2 separate regions of the Nomascus leucogenys genome follow, and region 2 is linked to region 1. Evidence: chromatin contacts called from public Hi-C data. All regions are on one chromosome and are shown on one strand. The core of a region is the stretch at or near the end of the contact, and the rest is flanking DNA. Distances in the headings are between cores, read along the strand shown. Region 1 holds the start of UBE2L6 (ubiquitin/ISG15-conjugating enzyme E2 L6). Region 2 has its middle 12 kb from the start of YPEL4.

Evidence for each region. Hi-C and Micro-C count contacts between places; a contact is called where the count stands out from the background.
Region 2: a contact with region 1 is called in a Hi-C map of a lymphoblastoid cell line, with 6 times the contacts expected there. The contact joins the enhancer-like site here to the promoter of UBE2L6 in region 1. A contact is called at or near these places in 4 of 4 Hi-C or Micro-C datasets (a lymphoblastoid cell line and an unstated tissue).

The regions. Positions count from the first base shown.
Region 1 is chr4:76,982,660-76,987,948 of Asia_NLE_v1, reverse strand. UBE2L6 (ubiquitin/ISG15-conjugating enzyme E2 L6) reads left to right here and starts at 3,309. Exons shown (of 4, transcript XM_003275314.3): 1 at 3,309-3,789.
Region 2 is chr4:77,065,689-77,070,977 of Asia_NLE_v1, reverse strand. No RefSeq gene overlaps it. Among named protein-coding and RNA genes, the nearest start is that of YPEL4, 12 kb to the left of the region's middle. Within about 2 kb of position 2,302, the one cell type or tissue checked has an H3K27ac peak away from gene starts, as active enhancers do. A contact at or near this core is called in a lymphoblastoid cell line, where this site is marked.

The sequences.
Region 1 (5,289 bases), core at 2,060-4,559:
ACTGCAACCTCTGCCTCCCAGGTTCAAGTGATTCTCCTGCCCCAGCCTCCCGAGTAGCTCGGATCACAGGCATGCGCCGCCACACCTGGCTAATTTTGTATTTTTAGTAGAGACCGGGGTTTCTCCATATTGGTCAGGCTGGTCTCGAACTCCCCACCTCAGATGATCCGCCTGCCTTGGCCTCCCAAAGTGCTGGGATTATAGGCATGAGCCACTGCACCTGGCCCAGGAAATTCTTTAAGCTCTAGGAAGATGGGGAGAGCTGGGGTAGTTCTGAGATTAACCGTCCCTACTCCAAATAGGAACAAGCCCAAGGAATGGGCATGGAAGGAAATCAACTGATCATTCCTGATCCAAATTCTTCCCTCAAAGATGCACTGAAGGTTCTTGGAGACATTTGAAAAACCTGAACCTCTTGCCCAGAACTCTAGAGGCATTATAAATAGATAACACACTTTCACACCTACAAGGTGTCTCCTCACATACACCATCTCATTTTATCCTCATAAGAGACTGGCAAGCCTTACAGCTGGCAGAGCTCAGTCTTGGAAGAGACATACCTCATATGTGCACATCACTTAAGAGGCCTTTCTCCTACCACCTTTTGTCATCACGCAGATGTGTGTCTCTTCCTCTCAATGGTGAAGACGGGCCAGTCTAACCCGTGCCTGAATCCCACAGAGTACCCCATACAGGGCCTTGTATAAGTAGGTGCTCAATAAATTTTGTAGACGGATGAATAAATGCCAGTGACCAGATCAGAGAGAAGTAAAACAGGGTCTCCTATTGGAGAAGATAGTGTTGCTATTGTTCTAAGGGAGCAAGCTCAGGCATCTGTTCCTACAGCCTGGGACATTCACTCCTAGGCAGGCACCTGACATCATTTTAATATTTATTATGTTATCATTAATATAACTGTCACTTATTGTCCACCATTCAAAGTTAAGTTCTTTGCAAATATCAACTCATTGTTTCTCACATCCACTATTATGAGCTCCATTTAACAGATGAGGAAATGGAGGTGCAGACAGGTTAAGTAATGTGCCCAAGGTTATTTAGCCAAAAATAGTGGAGCTGGGATTCAAACCTGATTGTTTATATCCTGGACTTACAATTTTCTTGTTTTTCTTTTTGAGACGGAGTTTTGCTCTTGTTGTCCAGGCTGGAGTGCAATGGCGCTGTCTCGGCTCACTGCAACCTCTGCCTCCCGGGTTCAAGTGATTCTCCTGCCTCAGCCTCCCCAGTAGCTGGGATTACAGGCGCATGCCACTACACCCGGTTAATTTTTGTATTTTTAGTAGAGACGAGGTATCGCCATGTTAGCCAGGCTGGTCTCGAACTCCTGACCTCAGGTAATCCTCCTGCCTCGGCCTCCCAAAGTGCTGGGATTATAGGCGTGAGCCACCATGCCCAGCCTTGGACTTAGAATTTTCTTTTCTTTTTTTCTTTGAGACGGAGTCTTGCTCTGTCCCCCAGGCTGGAGTGCAATGGTGTGATCTTGGCTCACTACAACTTCTGCCTCCTGGGTTCAAGCGATTCTCCTGCCTCAGCCTCCTGACTAGCTGAGATTACAGGCACCCGCCACCATGCCCGGCTGATTTTTGTATCTTTAGTAGAGATGGGGTTTCACCATATTGGTCAGGCTGGTCTGGAACTCCTGACCTCAAGTGATCTGCCTGCTTCGGCCTCCCAAAGTGCTGGGATTACACGCGTGAGCCACTGCGCCCGGCGACTTACAGTTTTCAAAGTTCCTCCACTTCCCTCAGCTTAGCCTCACAATGGTCCTGGGAAGCAGATAGGAGTTTCCGCCGACCACCCAAGACCATACTGCACGTGGGGGCAGATGTGGAACTAGAACCCAGGTCTCCCTGGGGCTTGTTCTGACACACAAAGGTCTGCATTGTGAAAGGACAAGAAAGTCACACCTGTGGGCTGCCCCACTGTGTGGGGACTTAGGACCCAGCTATATCCATGAATGTGAATTCACCTCGGGATGCAGCGCTCCTGTAAGAAAAGAAAAGGAGAGCTACGATACGTGGACAGAGGCTTTTGCTCCAGTTTCCACAGACACTGCCCAATTTGCTCATGCTGTTCCCTCTTGTTAGAACATCTTCATCCCACGCTCTTACTCTCGCTGACTCATCATGTTTCACAATACACTTGGATTTTTCTCTCTTCCAGGAAATCTCTGCCCCTCCCTGAAGAGGGATAAAGTGACCCTCCTCATACTCCCAGAGTATCAGGTGATTATCTATCGCATTATCATTAAAAATCAGGGGCTGCATTCTCTCTCTCTGTCCCAGCAGTCTGGGAACTAACTCCTCAGGAGCAGGGACTCCCCTTTCTCATCCTGGTGTTTCCTGTTGGCAATGCCTGCCACTCAGTAGTAGGCGCTTGTCGACTGAGACTGTAGATCACAGGCAGGTTCGAATGTCTTTGTTCCCTCATCTCTACCCCTGTTAAGGGATTACATAGTGTCCTATTCATTTCGGGCATATAGAAGATGCTGTTAAAGTTCACTGAATTGAATGAAACAATTAATCGTTCTGCAAAATCTGAGCAGAGAAGTCATTTGGTTTCAAAATACTTGGATAAAAACATTACGGTGGCTCTCGCCTGTAATTCCAACACTTGGGGAAGCCAAGGCGGGTGGATTACTTAAAACCAGGAGCTGGAGACCCTGACTCTACTAAAAATACAAAAATGAGCCGGTCGTGGCGGCGCGAGCCTGTAAATCTCAGGTACTCAGGAGGCTGAGGCACGAGAACAGCTTGAACAGGGAGGCAGAGGTTGCAGTGAGCCGATATCGCCACTGAACTCCAGTCAGGGCGACAGTGAAACTCTCAGAAAAACAAGAAACAAAAAAACTGTGAGGTACTGAGATCACAAACTGGTGCTCAAAATATACTGATTTCCTTTCTCGTCTGGACTAAACGGAGGTAGGGAAGGGTGAGAAGGAGGGGATCGGCCCTCCCAACAAGTCTCATCTTCCCCAGATGCTGCTCGGTGCTCAGGGGCTGCAACTACTTTGTCCTTGCACAGAGGGGTGGGGACTCCAGCTGTGCATGGGGGCACACATTAGGCCCACAGCTTGTAATGGACCAGTAGTAAAGTAAGGGAGGGGAAGCAGACTCTCTCTCGGAAAGGAGGCTCCTGAGTCCGTCTTGGGGCTTCCCCCACCGTTTCCCAAACCAGCATACAGTAGGCACTTAGTAAATACTAAACCTAGTAAAGGACTGAATGATGGTAGACCGAACCTCCGAAGCAAAAGAGAAAGGGTCCAACAGCGCCTCCTTGCGGTGCTCTGCCCCAAGCCACGGGGAGAAACGCAGCCCGCGCCGAACGCCGGGCAGCACAAAGGATCCCCGACTGCCGGGGAGCGGTGCTCGGAGAGCACAGGTCTAAGCCGTCCCCCACGCAGTTTCGGAGATGGAGCGCTGAGCCCATGGAGGGAAAGCAGCAGGCTCAGCGACTCCGGAAGCTCGCTGGGGCAGGGGCTCAAGGCGGTGGTCTGATGGTGGAGGCCGCCAAGAACTGGCACGGTGCTGCGTCTGCACAGCGAGCATCCCTTATTTATTCAGGGCGAGTGTGTATTTGGGGCGGCGTGCAGGGGGCTGACAAAGACCGGAGAGCTCCCGGTGCGGCCGCCGGCGGAGCGAAGACTGGAACCCGTATGAGCGCCCCCCAGCGACCCTGAGCGCTCGCCACCGGTGCACGGCGCCCCCCGCGGGAGGCAGGGATCAGCAGACCGCGCGCCCCGAGGCCCGCCCCCGTCTCCGCACAAAGACCGTGAGTCTCAGGTCCGAGCCTTCCGCGCGGGGATCGGGCGGTTGCCCGGCGGGTAGTCCCTCGGCGGCCTCCTGGCCTCGCCGGAGCGGGTGCAGGGAGGCCCACGCAGCGACTGCGGGAGGAGGGGTGGGAGGGGCTGCCGGGGGTGGGGTCCCCGGGGCGGGGCGCGCTGTGTCGCGGGTCGGAGCTCGGTCCTGCTGGAGGCCGCCGGTGCCACACACTCGGTCCCGAGATGACGGCGAGCGTGCGAGTGGCGAAGGTAACCGCGTATAGGATGACCCCTTTCTCTTGGCTCCCCTCGCCCTCCGCATTCCCTCCTCCCTGCATCCCCTCCGCGGCTCTCCGAGCACATTTATTTATTTGTCTGGGCACCAGGGCTGGCTGAATCCCTGTCCTCCCCGCCCTCTACTCAGAGGAGGACTGGCCTGCAAGAGTGGCCAGAGCTGGGGTTTTAGGGGTTTGGAGGCCTCTGCTTGAGCTGTTTGCGTGGTGAAGATGAGCCGGCTCCCCCAAAACTGGTTTCAATTTCGCTTTTCCTGCCTGAAACTTGTGGTAACAACTGAGTGCATCTCCAGTGCAGGAAACATCCTTGGCATCTTGGTGCCAGGCATTCTGCTACTGCTGGTGGGGGGTTATGAACAGATGACCATTCCTTGCCTTGGAATAAGCCGTGGCCCATCCCATAATTTGATGCCTGTATTACTAGAGTCCTGAGAAACACGGAATGCTGATTAGAATTTGGGGCAAAGTTCCCTGGGTATTCTCTGGAGGAAAAGATGCGGAGGTGGACCTGGAAGGCCTCCTGGAGTAGGTGGCTTGCATTCGTGAGTTCTACAAGTGTTGAATGCCTACATGTGCTGGCCCTGTTCTAGGAGGTGGGGAGTGGGGCGGACAGAGATGAACACAAATCCGTCTCTTGTTGAATTTTATTCCTATCAGGGACACAATTTGAAATAAGATCTGGAAGGATGGGGAGAGGGCAGTTTCCTCCAGAAGGTGGGAAAACCCAGGGTGTTTGGAGATGGATTAGGGAGGAAGGTGATCCTGGTGAAGTGAATCTGGCACCCCAAGTCTTTCAGAAGTGCCCCTTCCAGTCTGCAGGGTGGAGGGGCAGGCTCTAGGGGAGGAAGAGGGTACCTGCTACCCTCAGCCTCTGAGAAGAAAATGGCCTCAGACTGGGATGCCCAGAGCAGGCTTGGTCTAGGTACTAAATCTGGAGGTTGGCAGCAAAATGAGGCAGAGGGTCTTTCCAGCCAAGTGGAAGAGAGATGGGAGCCAGAATTTATTGCACTGTAACCATTACATGCCAAACAGTTGACGTGGTTATTTCATCTAATTCTCACAGCAGTTCTGTGAGATAAGTAATATATATCCGCATTTTACAAATGAGGAAATTGAGGCGCAGAGAAAATAACTTGCTTGTCCGGAGTCTTTCAGTAAGGAGCAATGGGACTGGAATATGAAACCAGGTCCACAGGCCTCCAGCCTGCAGGCTCTCTT
Region 2 (5,289 bases), core at 1,053-3,552, 84 kb before region 1:
GCTGTGTTCATCTGGATTTGCATTTCTGCTAGCTTCCTTTCTAGAGAGCAGCTTGCTGTCCAAGACTACAGAACCTTCTACTCTTCTCTAAGTTTCCATCTCCTTTTAAATTTAGATAAAGGGGAGCTCTAGGCCTCAAGGCAACACTCTCAGATGACCTTCCAGGACCAGAGAGGTGGGAGCCTGTAGTCAAAGCTCCCCACGCAGTAGAGAGAAGCTTCCAGGCGGGAGATGAATGCTCCTGGTGAAGCCCCACCCCCGCATCTCCTTTTGGAGGTCCTGAAAGCACCTTGCAGATTCAGCATTAAAATGGTGACGGTGATTCGCTCACAGTTACTGAGAGTTAGGGATAGGCTTTCACTGGCAGTGGGATTCAAATCTGAGTTATTTCCTGTCTTATCCAGGGACCCTTGGTTGGGGAGTCTTCAAGCTCATCCTAGCACTTCCTCATCCTATCCAACCCTAAGGGGGCTTAAATCCAGGACAAACAGTCCCCGGAAGATTAACACCCAAAGCCAGAAAGCTGCCCTGGAAGGACACCTGGATATCTGGAGGCTCAGACCCAGGCAGGCTCTATTGTGGCACATTCCAGCTAGGGCCACAGCCCCGGAGCCCAGCTCCAGTTCTGACCCAGTGAACTTTGTGCAGCCCAGAGAAACAGAGGTTGGAGGGTGATTTCTCCAGTGCCCTGATCAACAAAGGCCTCCCAGGCGACGATGTGGCCTCTGGGAGATGCCTTCTTCCCTAATCCACAGCCACCATAAGGAATAGAGGGCAGAATTCCAGTTGGGAGCTCTTCCTCTGGGCTTCCCCTCTAGCCTCGTCCCACTCCCTCAGGAAGCAGGAGACGTGCCCTCCCGCCCTCCCCGGCAGAGTTTGTTCCCGTAATCTGCAAATATGGGGCCCTGCCCCACAGTTTTAATGGGCAGAAACCAAGACCCCCTCGAGGGTCAGTCACCTCTCTGCTCTGGGGTTGGGCAAACCAGGCCCAGCTGGGAACTGGATCACACCAACAGGGGGCAGAGGGGCAAAGATAAGGCTGCACAGCAAGCTTCAGGGAGGCCAGGGGAAGATTCTTCCCCAAGAAGTTTCCAGGTCTCTCCTTAGGGAGTGCAGGGAGAAAGGGCCAAGAGCCCCTCAGCTCTCACACACCCAACTCATTCCTGAGGAGCAGGCCCAGCGACTCACCAGCCAGCAGGACCCCTCCCCCACCTTGGGCTCAGGAGCCAGCCCCCAGCTCCTTCCAGAAGCGAGTGTAGAGACCGAGGAGGAAATGGGGGAGGGGAGGCCCCGGCTCAAGTTCTCTCCTCTCCCCCTCCTCATTGGCCACCATCTTCCGGCCCCTGCCCCCAGAGCAGCAGGGGATGGGGCCCAGCCTGTGGAAGGGAGAGAAAGGGCAGGTGGGGGGTTAGCTGGAGCAGCAGGGGCAGGGGGCTGGCCCCAACTGTCTCCTCCCACCCCCTCCTCGCAGCCATGGCGACGGGAGGAGGAGACCAGGAGGGTCCTGAAAGCCATGTTCTGTGAATGGGATGAGAGAGGCAGCTGGGAAGTGGGGGTGAGGGGCGCTCTCCTTCAACACCCAACTGTGCTCCCCCCCAACACACACACCTCGAGGCTGGACCACACAGGCGCACGTACACCCCCCCCCCAACACACACAAACTCTCAGCCATACTTGCTGCACAACTCAGCCCTCACTACACATCCAAACAACAAGAACTGGAGTGTGAGCGCACGCCCCCCCCCCCCCCACACACATCCCCGCATCCCTCAACACCCCACAACTATCAGCTCGAAAACCAGCCTCACACCCCCCCACCCCTGGCTCACCCTACAACTTCTGGAGGTGCAGAACTCCCTGCCCTGCTCCAGCCCTTCGGCCCCTGGTCCCCCTGGAACACTCCACGCCCTCGCACACAGCCCAGGTGGAGACAGATGGCCCAGCTCGGCCGTGCCCAGCGGAGCCCCCAATCCCTACGCCACCACGCCCCCCACTGGAAAATGACAGTGAGGCCACCTCAGAAAGACACGCCTGGTGCTTCCCAGTTACAGTGTTTCCAAAGGAAAAAATAGAAAAGATGCCCACGAGTGGAGAATGAGGAGGGAAAAAGGAAGACGAGAGAAAGAGCCCAGACCGTCCCCCTCCCTTCCCCAAGAGAGAATAAAACCGAAAATCGGTGTCGTTACCCTTCGGGAAGCTCTCGATACCTACACATTGCTCTTCGTTAGGATCCTCTGCCTGCCACCTCCTTCTTCCCGGGCTCTTTCTCTGCCCTTCCCTCCCTCTTGGCTCCCCTCCCTGGCCTCGCTCCCCGTAGCTCACGCCCTCTCGCACCCCGCCAGCCCCTCTCCCTGGCCGGGCTTGGATCCCCAGCGGCCGCCCCGCCACCCGCCGGCGGGGACCGAGGTTGCGAGGCCGGTGGGCCGCGGAGACCCTCTCCTCTGCCGATCTCGCTCTTCCCCCCTCGCCCCCTTTCTCCTTCCACACTCCCTGCCGTCCATCTTGAATACTTGGGATTCTTGAATGGAGTGAGCAGGATCCGCTCCCCCAGGCTCCCATTGGCTGTGGGTTAACCCTTTTGAAACGAGATCCTCCCTCCCATTGGCTGCCAGGCTCCCCTCTTCTCCCCCAACCCCCATCCCCTCCGCCTCCCAACAGTCCGCGAGGTCAGGGCGCTCCCGGAGCCCCCTCCCCTGGCTTCTCACCTCCACAACCCCCGCACCAGGACGCCCCTCTCCCCGCTCTTTCCGTCACGCCCCCCACAGGGCTGCAGGTGAAGGCAGATACAGTTCCCGCCAAATGCAGCCCCAAGGTGGGGCTGGCAGAAACCCTGTTCCCAAATGCCCCTCTTGCTGGATTTGGAGACCTTGGAAGATAGAAGGGGCGCAATTTCCTGCCCGTCTCCAACCCCTCCTTGACCAGAAGTACTTCTCCAACAGGGGATCCACTCAGTCTTTCAGCCTCACCCAAGGCGGTGGGAGAACGTTCCTGAACGCCCGCGCCTCTTGGGCTGGCCAGGAAGAGGGCAGCTCTAGAAAGAAGATCTGGGGCTCTTCACCGAAGCTAATTCCCCGAGTGCCGCAGGGCAGGCCTGACCCGATCAGGAATGTGCAGCATCTGGAGCTCCGCTCCGTCAAAAACATCCCCTCAGACCAGCCCTGCCCCGCCTGGGCCAACGTGCTGTGTGCCCACAAGGGGCTCTGAGGTCGGGGAGCCCAGAGGGGAGGGCGGCAGCAAGGACGAGGGCGATATGTCAGGCCTTGGAGTAAGGTCCGGGGTTTTAGGCCTAGATCTGCCATTAAGACGCTCGGCGAGGCTGGGCGCGGTGGCTGACGCCTATAATCCAAGCACTTTGAGAGGCTGAGGTGGGAGGATTGCTTGAGCCCAGGAGTTCCAGACTAGCCTGGGCAACACACTGAGACTCTATCTCTACAAAAAATAAAAAAATTAGCTGGGCGTCGTGGTGTGGCCTATGGTCCCAGCTACTAGGGAGGCTGAGATGGGAGGATAGCTTAAGCCTAGGAGTTCCAGGTTGCAGTGAGCTATGATGGGGCTCGGTGGCTCATGCCTGTAATCCCAGCATTTTGGGAGGCCGAGGCGGGTGGATCACCTAAGTTCAGGAGTTAAAGACCAGCCTGGCCAACATGGTGAAACCCCATCTCTACTAAAAATACCAAAATTATCCAGGCTTGGTTGTGCTTGCCTGTAATCCCAGTTACTTGGAAGGCTAAGGCAGGAGAATTGCTTGAACCCAGGAGGCAGAAGTTACAGTGAACCGAGATCAAATCATTGTACTCCAGTCTGGGTGAAAAGAGCGAAACTCTATCTCAAAAAAAAAAAAAGAAAAAAAAAAGCTTGGCGAGGTCATGTTTCCTTTTTAGCTTCAGTTTCCTCGTTTGCAAAACGTTGGTCTAGGACAGCGCAGTCCTGATAGAAGTTTCTGTGAGAAGATGGAAATGTTCTATATCTGCATCATTGTAGAAAATTACATATATCGTGGTCCCTTTTCAAATAAAATGCCTCAGATAGGCTTGGGTCCACAAACCACAAAAGAACAAGATCCATTAAGCCCCTACCTTAATAGCTAGCCTCTGCTGGTTGGGGCCCCTTAGCTGCCCTCACCCGAACCAAAGAGTTTAGTTTAGCTTGAAAGATAGCTAACTTTATCAGCTTGCCTTAACTACCTGGGTCATAAGTCAAATAGTTAAAGGACCCCCAAGATGGCTGCAATGCATTATGGGCTGCAACAAAATGCAACCGGGCAACCCTAAATAAAACACCTAAAGCCCCAACCCAACAACCAATAGGCGACGCTGGGGAAGATTGTGATCCCATAGTACTCAGCCTATGAGGAACGGGGGGAGGGACTTGTGCACTAGGGGATAAATTGCTTGTTGTAACTGTCCTGGGTGTGCCTGCCTGCCAGACACCTGATCTTGCAAGACTGTCATTAAAAGTCTCACTTTTGCTGTTCCTTGTGCCTCTAGGTCCATTCTTTGGGTTTAGATGCGTGACATGTTTCTCTCAGTCATCAAACAATATGGTAGCCACTAGCTACATGTGACTGTTGAGCACTTAAATGTGCTACAGTGACTGAGGAAGTGGCTTTTTAATTTTATTTCATTTTAATTACTTTCATACAGCCACATGAGGCTAGTGGCTACTATATTAAACGGTCTAGAAAATCTTTGTGGTATTGCTAATAAGAATAAAATTCTATGACCCTTTTGTTTTTTTTGGAGACAGGGTCTTGATGTGTTGCCCAAGCTGGAGTTCAGTGGCGCCATCACAGCTCACTGAAGTCTAGACCTCTTGGGCTCAGGTGATTTTCCTGCCTCAGTCTCCCAAGTAGCTGAGACTGCAGGTACGTGCCACCACATCCAACTATTTTTTTTTTTTTTTTTTTTTAAGAAAGACTTGCTATGTTGCCCAGGCTGGTGTTGAACTCCTGGGCTCAAGCAATCCTCCCACCTTGGCCTCCCAAAGTGCTGGGATTACAGACATGAGCCGCCACACCTACTGGCCCATTTTATGATCCTTTTTTTTTCTGAGACAGAGTCTGGATTTGTTGCCCAGGCTGGAGTGTAGTGGCGTGATCTGCAACCTCTGCCTCCTGGGTTCAAGTGATTTTCCTGCCTCAGCCTCCTGAGTAGCTGGGATTACAGGTGCACACCACCATGCCTGGCTAATTTTTGTATTTTTAGTAGAGATGGGGTTTCACCATGTTGGTCAGGCTGGTCTCAAACTACTGACCTCGTGATCTGACCACCTTGGCCTCCCAAAACGCTG